2 separate regions of the Mus musculus genome follow, and region 1 is linked to region 2. The links are chromatin contacts, called in public HiChIP or PLAC-seq maps. All regions are on one chromosome and are shown on one strand. The core of a region is the stretch at or near the end of the contact, and the rest is flanking DNA. Distances in the headings are between cores, read along the strand shown.

Region 1 (6,478 bases), core at 95-2,594, 1.3 Mb after region 2:
CTCTCAACTCCTTCTCCAGCACCTTTGTCTTAGTTAGGGTTCCATTGCTGTGAGGAGACACCATGACCATGGCAACTCTTATAAAGGACAACATTGAATTGGGGCTGGCTTACAGTTTCAGAGGTTTGGTTCACTATCATCATTGCAGGAAGCATGGTGGCATGCAGGCAGACATGGTGCTGGAGGAGGAGCTGAGAGTTCTACATCTTGGTTTGAAGGCAGCCAGGAGACTAGATTCTACATGGGGTGGAGCCTGAGCACAGACCTCAAAGCCCACACCTACGGTGACATACTTTCCGCAGAAAATCACACCTCCTAATAGTGCCACTCCCTATGGACCAAGCATTCAAATACATGAGTCTACGAAGGCCAAACCTATTCAAACCGCCCTGCTTATCAGATTGCTGGTGGTTGTGGACATCCAGAGCCAGCAGGATCAATACACACTGTGGTCGATGGCTAGGTAAGGTAATGAATGAGTTTAGTGAACAGACCCAACTGTACCCTTCCCTTGTTTCTTTCTTCAGAAATTGCCCTAGATGTGACTAGTCATTTCTTCCAGAATGTGAGGACACAGTGGTGGGGACAGGGATCAGGATGAGTCAATGGCAGCCAGCCACAGCAGGTGCTGAGAGCCAGCTTCAAGCTTGACACCCAGTCCTGACTGCAGTGCTGTCTCCTTCCCACCTCTTCTGACAGAATCTCACTTTATATTCCAGTCTGGCCTCAAACTTGCGGCAGCTCCCTTGTCCCAGCTGCCCAAGTGCCAGGATTTCAGGTATGCACAGCTGCGATAGCTTGCAGCAACACTCCAGTAGGGCAATGTTCAGCTCTGAGGGCATGCTGGGATCTGTGGGGGCAGTATCCATGTCATCAAGCCTTCCTTCCAGAGACTTGAGAGGCTGAGGAACTTTCTCAAGGTCACACAGCACTAGGTGTGTCAGACCAGGGTCCACATATTCACAACAGGGCCATTCTAACTGCCTCGTTCCTTCCCTCCAGCACTGTCTCTGTGGTTTGTTTTGGGTAGAAGGGACTCAGAGAACAGGTAAAGTGACCTGCTGCTATAGCCCTGTAGGCCACTCAGGAGGACCCTTCTTCGTGCAGCCTGTTTAGTTACTGCAACTTGAGACTGATCCAGGAGTCAGACAGGTGGCCGACCAGTGCAGGCCTGATTCCCTTTGCTGGGTCTGAATCCAGACTGTGTGGATAAGCAGGGCTAGCTGTAAACCTGGAGAGAGATGGCAAGCAAAATCCTAGAAGCTGCTGGCTACGGTGTAGAGTTCTGTGATTTGCAGCAAAACCCACCAAACAGGAAGCAGGAGTGTCAATTCCAGCCCCTGGGCCACGTCTCTGGCACTGGCTGTAGGACTCTGGCTTAGCTTTCCCAAGAAGTCACCCCCGGCCTTGGCAGCACCAGGTGTCTAGAGAATAGAAACCTGAACTGTTTTTAGAAGACCGGCGAAGCATGGTAGCCCTCACCTGTAACCCCAGCACTTGGGAGGCTGAGGCAGGAGGACTACCATAAGTTCAAGGCTAGCCTGGACTATAGACCGAGAGGGTCTAAAAACCAACCAACCAACCAACCAACCAAAACCTGCTGGGCATGGCGGCACTCACCTGTAATCCCTGTACTTAGGAGGCTGACACAGAGGTGGGAGGATCGTGTGTTTGGGAACTCAACCCAACCCCACCCCACCCAACCCAACCCAACCCAACCCCCAACCCAATGACATAATGTGCTCCAGGCCTCCTCCCACAGCACATAGGGCAGTGGAGGAAGCCTCCTAAGATAGAGGAGGGGAGGGGCACTAGGGAAGTTGGTGGGGGCGGGGCTCACTCAAGCAGGACACACAGAGCTGCATGTTGGCGCACTCCTGTTGTGCTGCTCGCACACATCTTCGGGCCCTCCCTGGACATTACGCTGGATGTCTTACATCAGCTGAGCCTGCCATGCTTTGCTAAGGACAGTGAGGCGCTTCACTAGGAGCACACACGTGATCTCAAGGGATTAATTCCAACATGAAACTGCTTCAGCAACAGAGAATCCTGGGCCTGGTGACATGTGAGAAAGCGCTTCCTTGACAAGGGGAGCTCAGAACCTCAGGGCCAGGAGTCTCTTGACCATGCATCTTCCCCATGGTAGAAAACGGTGCCAAAGGCTGCTATGGATCACCCCTCGGCTCCAACTAGCAATGGGGAAAATCCCAAGGAAGGCTGTCAGGAGAGGCTTGGGCCAACTGACTGCTCGGGATGGTTCCATCTGGTCAGGATTCCAGGGCTAGGCAACTCTGTCCAGGATGGTATGTGCTGAATTCCTCCCACCCCCACCTCCAAAGGGGGACAGATCGAGCCAGGCAATTGGACCCACCCCCAAATTGAACAAAGGTGGGTCCCGTCTCTGAACACGATCACCATAGATCCTCCAGGGACCTCTTGCCAAAGCCGCAGTCAAGAAAGCACCACCCTCCAGCTCTCACTTGAACAGACATTTATTGAGCACCTACCAAGTGCAAGGCACTTTTAGGTGCCACAAGAGATACAGAGTGACCATATGGTCCCTGCCCACGAGGAGCTCACAGTCTAGAGGGAGGCAACACAGTACACAGTTGGCTGCAGCTACACCGGCCAGAGTGGTAAGAGCCAGAAGCAAGACACCAAATTGCCATGGGGCCACAGAATAGCATAGAGCTGCTTCTGCTCTGAACACAAAGAGAACTCAGGGCTGGGCCTTTGAGGAGGCAGGCTGTAGGGAAGAAGGGCATGTCTATGAGAGGAAGAAACATGAACAGGGCCTATGGGGAACCTAGATCTGGGTGGCTGGAGTAAGGATCATGGCAAGAGAAAGCAGACAGTCAAGTGCGGCCATGGGGCAGCAGCCGCGGACACATGGCTCAGAGGGTAGGAACGTGATGCTCTGGTCGAAGATCACAGAGGAAGAGGATGATGCAAAATGGCCCTCTAGATGAACTTGGAGTCCCCTGGAATTAGGGAGAGGGAAGAGCTGTAAGGTAGCCAATGAGGGAGGGAACGGTGTCACGGAGGATTGTGGGAACAGGTGGTAGGCAGTAGCAAGCCAAGGGCCAAGAAGGATTTAAGGGACCTCAGAGTTAGGTGAGAGATGGCAGGATGCAGGCTGAGGTTCTGGGAGCCAAGATCCCACAGGGTTAGTGAGAGGACTGGTGTCACAGAGTGGAGGGTAGTCAGGAGAGTGGCGACTCCTAAGGAAGTCCAGTTCCAGACCACCTACCAGGGCCCTGCACTCAAGGCGTGTGGCAGTGACAAGCCACCAGCTTTCCTCTAAAGCACTGAGTCCATCCCTCAGGGCGGTGACAGATTGACAGCCTGCCTTTTAGCAAGGGTAGCAAGGGTTGCCCTTTTCTCTGTAAGCCCAAGGGGTGGTTCACCTTGAGAGCCACCTGCTGAGAAACTGAATTAAGGCTAGGCCTTCAAGAAGAAAGGAATGGAGCGCTTCAAGAAGGAAAACAGAGAAAGGGAGGCCAATGGCTTTGCTGTCTGTAGCTACTCCATTAATGATGAAATGGCAACCAGTGATTTCCCAGGCTACTCCCATGTGGTGGGCAGAAGCCAAGTTTCCAAATCTGGGAGGGGAAAGTGGGAAGCCAGAGAGAAGCATTAGCAACAGAACGAAGGGTGTTTTAACTAAAGGGATCAGAGGAACCAAGTAACGATTCGGGCGAACAGTGCAACTGATGGACCCAGCTGAGGTGGCTCAGAATGCTGAGGAGGGACAGCCCTGGAGAGGTATGGGGAGCAGGCAAGGGCCTGGGTGAGCCTGGTGCAGAGGGCCTGCAGTAGATGCCCCTCCCAGGGGGAGGGCTAGGTACTTGGGACTGGCAAGGAGAGGTGGAGCTCTCTTTCATGCCTAACATGTCCTAGAAATACAGCTGAGCCTGTCAACCACACTGGACCAGGACACACACACACACACACACACACACACACACACACACACACACACACACGACACCTTGTCCAATGACCAAAGGTATCAGCCTTAGCTGCACTGGCCGCCTCAACCAAATGCCAGGATACACAGGAGGCAGAGGCACTCCACACAGGGAGGAATTCCAAGACGCTCCCAAGTTCACTGAGGAGGCACTGGAGGGATGGAGGTCAAGCATCTACAAGCACCTAGCAGCAACAGAGCTTTGGATGAGGCAAAGAAGCAAGTTGTGAGCTTTCTTCAGTGGCTGGATAACTGGGCTGTAAATGTTATACCTAAATGTGACAGATTTCACAAAGAATCTAGAATTATATTTCACATTATAATCTACAAAGTAATTAATGCCTTTTGGTTTCCTCCAGCTTTTTCCTCCCTCCTATATGGGGCAAGGGGAAATGGGCAGGTATCTCTCAGAAACAATACTAAGAACACAGAGGCACACAACTCAAAGATCAGGCTAGCCGAAGGGCCTTTGAGAGCCTGTGCTCCTCAGGCCAGCATCAGGCTGAGGCAGCTATGGAGTACTCCCGGCTCTCCTGGTTCCCAGCAGTGCTGGGCTGGGATTGACCACACCAGGAAGCCCTGGAGACAGCTCCACCTTGGCACCTTTGCTGTGCTCCCAAGCTGAGGCACTGGGTGGGGGACTGTGGTGGGTCAACTCCTGGGGCTGGCCAGAAGTCTCTGTTCTGTACTCACACAGCCTGCAGGTCTGAAACCCCCTAGGGACAGATGACAAACAGCTTCCCAGCAGGCTGGATCATCAACAAATTCAGGAGAGATCACGTAAGTATGGCCACCTAGAAGGCTCTGTTCATCTCCTGATGGGTGCAGGGACCAAATGAACCAAGACACGGCATGGTGGCAGCATTCTGTGATCTACACAGTCCCTGCACTACGGATAACAAACCAGCACCAAGTCCACGGTTACCTGCGGGACCGGGAGAACAACAATCCACAGGGCAGTGAATTTAACCACAAGGGCCTGGAGACTGCATGGATGGAGAACACAAAGCCCTTTGAAGGTCCAGGTGAGAGCCAAGACACTAAGAATGACCAGGAGGGGGTTCACAGACACAGACTTCAAGCTACACCGAGAAGAGACAATACTGAGATAACTGGTTCTGAAAGACTCAGGAATTGCTGCTAAGAAACCTCTAAGTAGACAAAAGAAGGGAAATGCAGGGGCTTTGAGGCCCTTCTGAAAGGACTAATGCTATTTATTGGCTTGGGTCATCCTTGAGAATAGAAAACTTTTTGGCAAAGCTGTACAAACGCCACATGGGGGGGGGGGGGTCTCCTCACCAGAGGCTTCAGTGCCTACCTTGTCTTCTGAGGCTAAGGTAGCTGTGGAGCCAGGGTGGGAGCATGGCGGCCATGGCTGGTGAGTGCACTACGGAGCTACGCCAGTCAGGGAGCATGCTGGGGCTGTACGTCCTCTAAGACTTCCCACCTGCTCCTCAGTCTGACTTTGTCTGGCCACTGGTGACAGCCCGGGTGTCAGATGCCATCTAGTGGCTCCACTTCTTCACTCTCATAATGGCTCGCTGAGAAGGCCCCACAAGAGCAGAGCAGGCCCACTCTAGGGATGAAGGCAGGGGAGCACACGCCATGTTTAGTGAACAGGACAAATTACCTCAAGAAAATAGACTTTAAGAAGTCTTGCTTTCCTTAAGGAAGCAACTCCTTTTTTTTTCTTAATTTTTTTTTAAAATTTTATTTAGAAAGGCTAACCATATTTATTTGTCATTTTTTCTTCAGCTTTAAGGAAAATAGTTTAAAAAACATAAAACTGTAAATACACTCAAGAGTAACTGCTATTAAACAGTTCTGAACAGGCAGAAAGAGTACTTTCCTTTTACAGAAAACGTTAAGTCTGTAATAGCAGCATAATTTATATATAGAAAAAAGCTGGCTTTGAAACCCCAGACTTTTGTATACATAAAACATTTCCCTCCTTTTTCTATACAACACAGCAATGCTTTCCGGGAAGGCTTCTTCACGTTATGGTCCATCCCACGGTTGGCAGTTCCCCAGCATCAGTGGGCTCCAGCCCAGCCGTCAGTCCAACACCAGGGCCGACAGGGCATTCAGGTCTTTCATGTACGGATGAGCTGCCAGGATCTGGTCGATCTTCAGCTTTTGCTCAGAGTCAGGGAAGATCTTTAGCAGCGCCTCCCTCAGCTCGCTGGTCTCTGCAGAAGATCTCTGTGCTGGCAGGGGTGGGTTCTGCTGCATACTGGGAAGGGTGGCCAGAGCTGTGAAGTGGGACTGCTGGGGAAGCCAAGGGCTTGAAGAGGTCTGGATCCGGGGTGGAGGCTGGTGGCTGTTGTTGGCTACCTGCGTGCTGGGACTCCGGAAGCCAGGGTCAAATGTGCCCACACTTGGCAGGGCATTGAGTAGCGGCTGCATGTGTCTGTGGATGAAGTGAGAGGGACAGTAAGAAACCCTTTCAAAGCGCCTATGGCTAACACTGAAGGCCTAGATGCTAGTTCCATGGTTTCTGAAGGCCTG
Region 2 (6,758 bases), core at 231-2,730:
ACTGAAGTAGCTGTCTTTACTCTTCTGTCACCGTGAGAAACCAAGCCAGCTTGCAGAAGGGAGGGTTATATAATGTTTATGGTTCCAGAGGAATGAGAAGCAGGCATACTGGCTGGAGCAGTAGCTGGGTACACATCTCTAACCACAAACAGGAAGCAGAGATGGCTAACTTAAAAGGGGAAGAGTCCTTTGAAAGAAGTCTACCTCCAGTGATATACTTCCTCCAGCAAAGCCACAACTCATCTTCCATAACTAGCTACCAACTTGGTGGCCAAGTATTCAGCTGCCCAAGGCTCATGGGAAGAGATCTCATTCAAACCACATACCCGGGGACCTAGACTTTGAAGTTCCAGCTATAAGATATATCTTTCTGGACCAATGGGTGATAAAAGAATGGGAGTATTTTGTCCTACCATGCTCTTCTTAAAGAGTTGTTTGGAGATGTCGGGAATCAAAATATTTGGGACCAGGGCAAGTTCTACCTTCAGAAGGAATAGCTCAGTTTTCCTGATGTATTCTGTAGAATTAATCTTTAGATGCCCTTGAAAAGGCCACAATTTAAAGATTCCAGCTACAGCTAGTGGTGCACAGAGGAACCCAGCTCCTGGTGGTATCAGGTTTGGCACATAAGGTCGGTACTGGGCTTTTACGTGGCTATCTCACTAATAAGTACCTATATTTTCTCAGCTATCTACACAGCACTGTGCTTGACTGAATGCATCCTGTACCCCTGTACCATGCTCATAATTTCTTGTACAAATTGACTAGCAAATAATGGGCTGACATCAGCTTCAGGTGTGTGATGTGGGCTGATATCTTAGTATCTGTTTATCTTGCTTTCACAGCTGGAGATTTTTAGGTCTCCAGGTTGAAGTGTAAGACCAACAAAGCACTGCCTTTATGTTTGGTCATTACACAATCCACTCCACCTGTGAGACAGTAAAAGAGCCGAAATGTTTTTGAATATCAGTGATCTGGAATTGGCCATTGGTTTCTGGACCTTCCATGACTTACTTCAATCTTTGTCCAAGTTATAAATTCTGCATCCAGTGTCCTCGTTTATCCTAAGTAGATGCCATTAAATACAGATTCCCATTTTATGGGTTTGGTTCTATTGTGAGTTATAGCACAGCTTTCTATATTTAAAAATTATACTTAAGTGCAAATCATTACTTGTTTGAGAAGCCAAATAATATCATCTTAAGAGCCTTGATGGTTTAGAAAGAAAAAAAAAGGTTATAAAAAACTTGCTGGTGTCCAGCACTACAGGATTGTATTCGTTTTTAACATATCTGAGAGCCAGGCATGATGGCACAAGAGATTAATCCCAGGATGAAGTGGGAGAATCACTTGATTCTAGGCATTGGAGATCTGTTTGGCCCCATTTTGGCCCTGGTTTGGGCCTTGAGGACAAACCCCAGCCTGGCTCAGTTTTGAGACCTGTCTCAGTCACTACTGTATCAGGGTGACTCAGCAAGACCTGTTTAGCCCTGCCTCTGCCCCGCCATTGCTGATGTAGAGCTTTGCCATTGGTCCTGTCAGTCATTCTATAACCTGTCATTCATTCCATAACCTTCATCACCCCTCCCCACCTCCTACATCATCTTACCCGACCAAAAATCCCCTTCCCTATGTTCTGAACTTACATCAGCGAGAGGCTGATGCCATAAAGTTGAGTTCCTTCTTTGACAGACTCCGGCCTGGGTGTGTTTCTTTTGGGCCATTGGCACTCACCATCCCACTTAGCCCAGGTGAGACCCTGGAGGGATCTGGACCTCTCTCCTCTAGCCTGAACCTGCCGGCAAGGAGCCATCCGAGATCAGCTTGGGCAATACAGCAAAAACTCATCTGGGGAAAAAAAAGGCCAAGCATTGTAACTCACGTCTTGCCTAAAACTTATAATCCCAGCATTCAAAAGCAAAGGCAGGATGATCTTGGAAAGTTCAAGGCCATAGAAAAGAGAAGCTTCGGTTTGCCTCCCAGTCCTGCATTACAGGGCTAGACTGTTCTTTCTGAATTTGTTTTCAGGTCATTATTTCAGATCCTCCACATCTAAGATTTAAATCAAATAGCACGAAGCACTTCTGTCAACATTTGGATTGCCAGTGTTGTGTACACTAGGAATTTGTGGGTGTTTGGTACTACAGGTCAAATCCAGTGACTTACTCATACAAGGCAAATGCTCTGCCACTGAGTTCCATGACCAGTTTCAGGGGAACCAACACTCTCTTTTGGCTTCTACACAGTCACCAGGCATGGTCAGAGAACACAGGCAGATATTCAGAATAAACACCCATACACATCAAACAATAATTTACAAACGTAAGGAAGAGCTAGAAAGATGGCAAGTGAAAAAGCCAGTAAGCTATACACTGGGGACTGGAAATGTGGAGCCACACCTCGTACGCATGGTGCGGTTAGAACTAACTATACAGCTGAGCTGGGAAGCACAAGAGCAGTGTGTGCATTGAGTGTCCATCCAGGAGAGGAACTGATATGTGAGCAAATTGTATTAGACTGGCTTGCATAATAGGAGCTGAATAGGCCAACAGTGGCCAACTGCATGCTGAGGAAAGCCAAGAGCACAGTAGCCCCTCAGACCAGAGTGCTGGACACTTCAGCAGTCCCAATCTGGCACTGAAGACCTGCAGATCCTAAGCTCAGTCTGAAGCTGGATTCCAATGTCACTTAAGGGTAGTGGCAGTCGGGCAGCAATGGGATTAATACACCCACTTAGCAAGAAGCAAAGGCAGGCAGACAAGCAACACTGGTTTTCTGGCCCTCTTTAAATCTAGGCCAACTGCTGGAGGGTGCTGCCTGTCTGGAGAAACAGCTTCTTCCTTTAATTCCTTCCAGAACTGCCCCCACACACATGCTGGCCATGAGACATGTTTCTTAAGTTATTTAAGATCCTATCATGTGGACAACTGGACTCACCATCACAATGGGCAAGGCCACTGCTTGGTTAGGTGGAATGAGCAGATAGGCAGCCCTTGCACAGACTGGACAGACTCAGCCAGCTTCCAAGTTGAAGAGAAACTTGTTTGTGCTACTGTCACCAAACCAGTTGGTGATGACAGTGGTGGTGGCTATGGTTAAGTCTTGCAAAATATTATCCTACCTAAGGATGTGCCAAGAAAGGAAGCTGCTGAGTTGTGAAAAAAATCCCTTTAGTGTGAAGCTACACTATGGAATTTGGTGGTTACTTGTGCCCCAAGTTAAGTCTGGCTACTTATCCTCAATATGCCAATAGAGAGAGCCCAAGTGGAAAGCAGAAAAGTATCCAATGTAGTCACATTGGGAATGGGATGAAGAGATTCAGCAAGCTCCTGAAGTCCATCTTCAGGGTCCGTAAGTAAAATTAAAAGTTTAAAAAAGGGCCAAGGGCCGGGCGTGGTGGCGCACACCTTCAATCCCAGCACTTAGAGGAGGCAGAGGCAGGAAGATTTCTGAGTTCGAGGCCAGCCTGGTCTACAGAGTGAGTTCCAGGACAGCCAGGGCTACACAGAGAAACCTTGTTTCGAAAAACAAACAAACAAAAAAGGGCCAAGGAGGGCTGGAGAGATGGTTCAGCGGGTAAGAGCACCGATTGCTCTTCCGAAGGTCCTGAGTTCAAATCCCAGCAACCACATGGTGGCTGACAACCACCTTTAATGAGATCTGACACCCTTTTCTAGTAAGCCTGAAGACAGCTCCAGTGTGCTTATTTATAATAATAAATAAATCTTTAAAAAAAAATAAAAGGGGGCCAAGGATACACACATCTAAGCAGTTCCAGTCAAGGTATGGTTGTGCCCACAACTGGCCCATTGTCTGGGCTTCAGTCTTATCCTGTCAAGGGACTGACAGGCTGTAGAACTGTGTGAAATCTCTTTCCAGGAAACACACTCCACCTGGCACCCTTTCCTTCCCTCAGCATCAAATTTCTAAGGAAATTCCCGTTTCTTTGGGGATCTATTGTTTCCTCAGATCGAGGCAAAAGCTGTCATTTCTGTCAGATGGGTTACAGTATCATCCTGAGGCCACCACAGAACCAAGAGAGATTTTCTGAGGCAGATGAGAAGTGGCTTGCTACCGAAGCATAGACTTCATTCCTCTAACCAAATCCTCTTTATAGAATGCACCCGGATTCAGCACCTTCACAGACCCCTCGATACACTGATTCCTGCTTCATAAAGGGACTGTAGACACCAAAAGAGGAAGGGGAGTTCTTTCACATAGATAAACACAAAGGTACAGCAGTGGAAGGTTAATCAGAAAGCCAGGGTCAAGATTTTACCAATCTATTCCTCAATTCTGGGGCTACCTGTGTTCCATTTTAGCTGTAAGAAAGGTACATACCACTGGGCAGTGGTGGCGCACACCTTTAATCCCAGCAATTGGGAGGCAGAGGCAGGCAGATTTCTGAGTTTGAGACCAGCGTGGTCTACAAAGTGAGTTCCAGGACAGCCAGGGCTATAAAGAGAAACCCTGTCTCGAAAAACAACCAACCCCCCCACCAAAAAAAAAAAAAAAAAAAAAAAGAAAGGTACATACCTTCATAAGTTGGTTCACATTTCTCATCAAGAACCTAACTAACTAACTGATACTATACTGCATTATTAGATTTTCTTTGGTGTATTTTTGGTTGGTTGGTTGAACAAATGTCTACTGAGTCATGAGCTGCCCAGTTCACAGGGGAGGGGAGAGTGGAGATCTAAGGAGCAGCTATGCACAAGGCCTACCCTCCAGAACTGGAGCAACCTATGGACCTAACTATAGTATAAACATATAGAACAATCCGAGGAGAGTAGGAGCCCAAGTATATACTTCAGAAGGAATTGTTGAAATGAAGGGTAAGAAACTGGAATCAGGGCTGGTGCATTTCTAGGCTGAGCTAATTGAATTGCCCTGAATTCTTCAAAGGCAGCCTAGAATACAACAGCAAATCTTTTGTCTCAAAACAAGTATTTCTCATGTGTCTAAAGCCCTGAAAAAGAAGGAAGTTACCACTATCATCAGAGCAACAGGCGCTTCATGCAGATGACGATGAGATGACTATGCAGGGTTCTGGAACATGGAAAAGGATAAAGTGCCTCAGATACATAAATAGCCAATTAAACATATGAAAGGATACATGAACATTAGTCATCAGGGAAACACAAATCAAAACTGCTTTCTATCCATGGGAGAGGCTGTAACCAAAGGCTGGGTCAGATGAAAACTGTCCTTGCAGTGCTGGATGGTAAGTGGGTGAAGCCTTGGGGGTTAGAGAGATGGTTCAGTAGTGAAGAGCACCAGCTACTCACCCAAAGGACAGGAGTTCAAATCCCAGCACCCACATGGCAGCTCACAACAACTGTAATTCCACTTTCAGGGGATCTGACACCCTCACTCCTCGTATGTGGAGGCAGAACGTCAATTAAAAAAAAAAAAAAAAAAAAAAAAAGGTCGAGCCACTTTGGCAGTTCCTTAGATGGTCTTACAACTCAATTTTACTTTTGGGTATGGACCTAACTGAATTTATCCCACACATAACTTGCTTGAGTTCATAGTTACAGACTGAATGGTGTATTCCATATGTCCACTAGGAAGTGAATAAAACCTGTGGCATACTTATATACTGAATGTTTGGTTGAAAAAAAAGTTCTATATGATGGGTAAGAATAAAACTCAAAGACACATTTTTAGAGCAGTGTGCAGTGTGTCTAAACAGAAAGAGTGACTGCATAAAGGGTTGGAGAGAAAATGAAATAAGACTAATTAATTAGGACACGAGATTTGATTTTTGGCATGATGAAAATTTCTAGAATCAAGAGACTGCCAACTAGTACTCACTGAAATGGGCATTTCCTTAAGATACACTTTATGGTATGGAAAAACTGGAAAGTGACTCAGAAGCACTTGCAAGTCAGAGGTCTCCTGCTTGCAATTTTTCTTTGTTCTAGTCAAAAAATAAAAACAAAATACAAAAACAATAAAACAAAACAAAACCAGAAAACCCCTGAGCAGCTGGGGATTGCAAATCTGAGAAAGCAGCTGCCTGGCATATACAAGGGCCTGAGTTCAGTCCCCAGCACCCCCCCCCCCCCACACACACACACAACCTAGCAGAAGAACTGAAGAATGCTGAGGAACTGGTTTTATAAACCTTTATTGGAAAGGCTACAAAGTTTATATTATCACTGCATTGCTTAGGCTTAAAGTGTTGTGGGGAAGTTACCTCAAATACAAAACTATTATGTGGTTGAATCTTGCCCAGGCTTGTTGCAAAATATTTTTTTGTACAATGGAGGTAGAGTGGATAGGGCAGTAATTTAACCCTCACAGGTCTTGATTAGTTTTGAGACATTTTACATCCAAGTTCTAATAGCTCTAGAAATGTACTCTAGTGCTATTAGGCTCAGAGATGGTATGATACATTGAAAAATCTGAATTTCCATTTTTGTCCTGTTGTTCCTTTGACAAATGTAAAAGATGTGTACCTGGTATGACTTGGACCTCAAAGGGAAATGTTTTAAAAACACCCAAGGAGTGACAAAGTCATCATCAGAGGATGGACACACACCCTTTCATCATCCCATCAGGACAGCTGTAATCCAAGTGAGGCGCTCATCAGAGCATGGATCAAACTGAACCCACAGGCACTGCTGGCTCGGCCACTCTGCATGAGAACCTCTGCTAACCTAAGAATCTTAGTTTTCTACACAGAAAACCAAACAGTCCACGCTCACCCAAACTCAGATATTCAACTTAATGAGACAGAGCAACTTTTCATA

What was found. HiChIP or PLAC-seq counts read pairs in DNA pulled down with a chosen protein or histone mark.
Region 1: an H3K27ac HiChIP or PLAC-seq map of embryonic stem cells shows a contact between it and region 2, with 5 times the contacts expected there. The contact joins two enhancer-like sites. A contact is called at or near these places in 1 of 115 datasets of contacts at active chromatin or transcription factors (embryonic stem cells) and 1 of 9 other capture datasets (embryonic stem cells).

The regions. Positions count from the first base shown.
Region 1 is chr8:86,838,662-86,845,139 of GRCm38.p6, forward strand. N4bp1 (NEDD4 binding protein 1) reads right to left here. Exons shown (of 7, transcript NM_030563.2): 7 at 2,478-6,380. The coding sequence ends at 6,026. Among named protein-coding and RNA genes, the nearest start is that of Gm33877, 9.7 kb to the right of the region's middle. Within about 2 kb of position 1,345, at least 20 of the 459 cell types and tissues checked have an H3K27ac peak or open chromatin away from gene starts, as enhancers often do. A contact at or near this core is called in embryonic stem cells, where this site is marked.
Region 2 is chr8:85,531,516-85,538,273 of GRCm38.p6, forward strand. Dnaja2 (DnaJ heat shock protein family (Hsp40) member A2) reads right to left here. Exons shown (of 9, transcript NM_019794.5): 9 at 6,118-6,758. Among named protein-coding and RNA genes, the nearest start is that of Dnaja2, 20 kb to the right of the region's middle. Within about 2 kb of position 1,481, at least 56 of the 459 cell types and tissues checked have an H3K27ac peak or open chromatin away from gene starts, as enhancers often do. A contact at or near this core is called in embryonic stem cells, where this site is marked.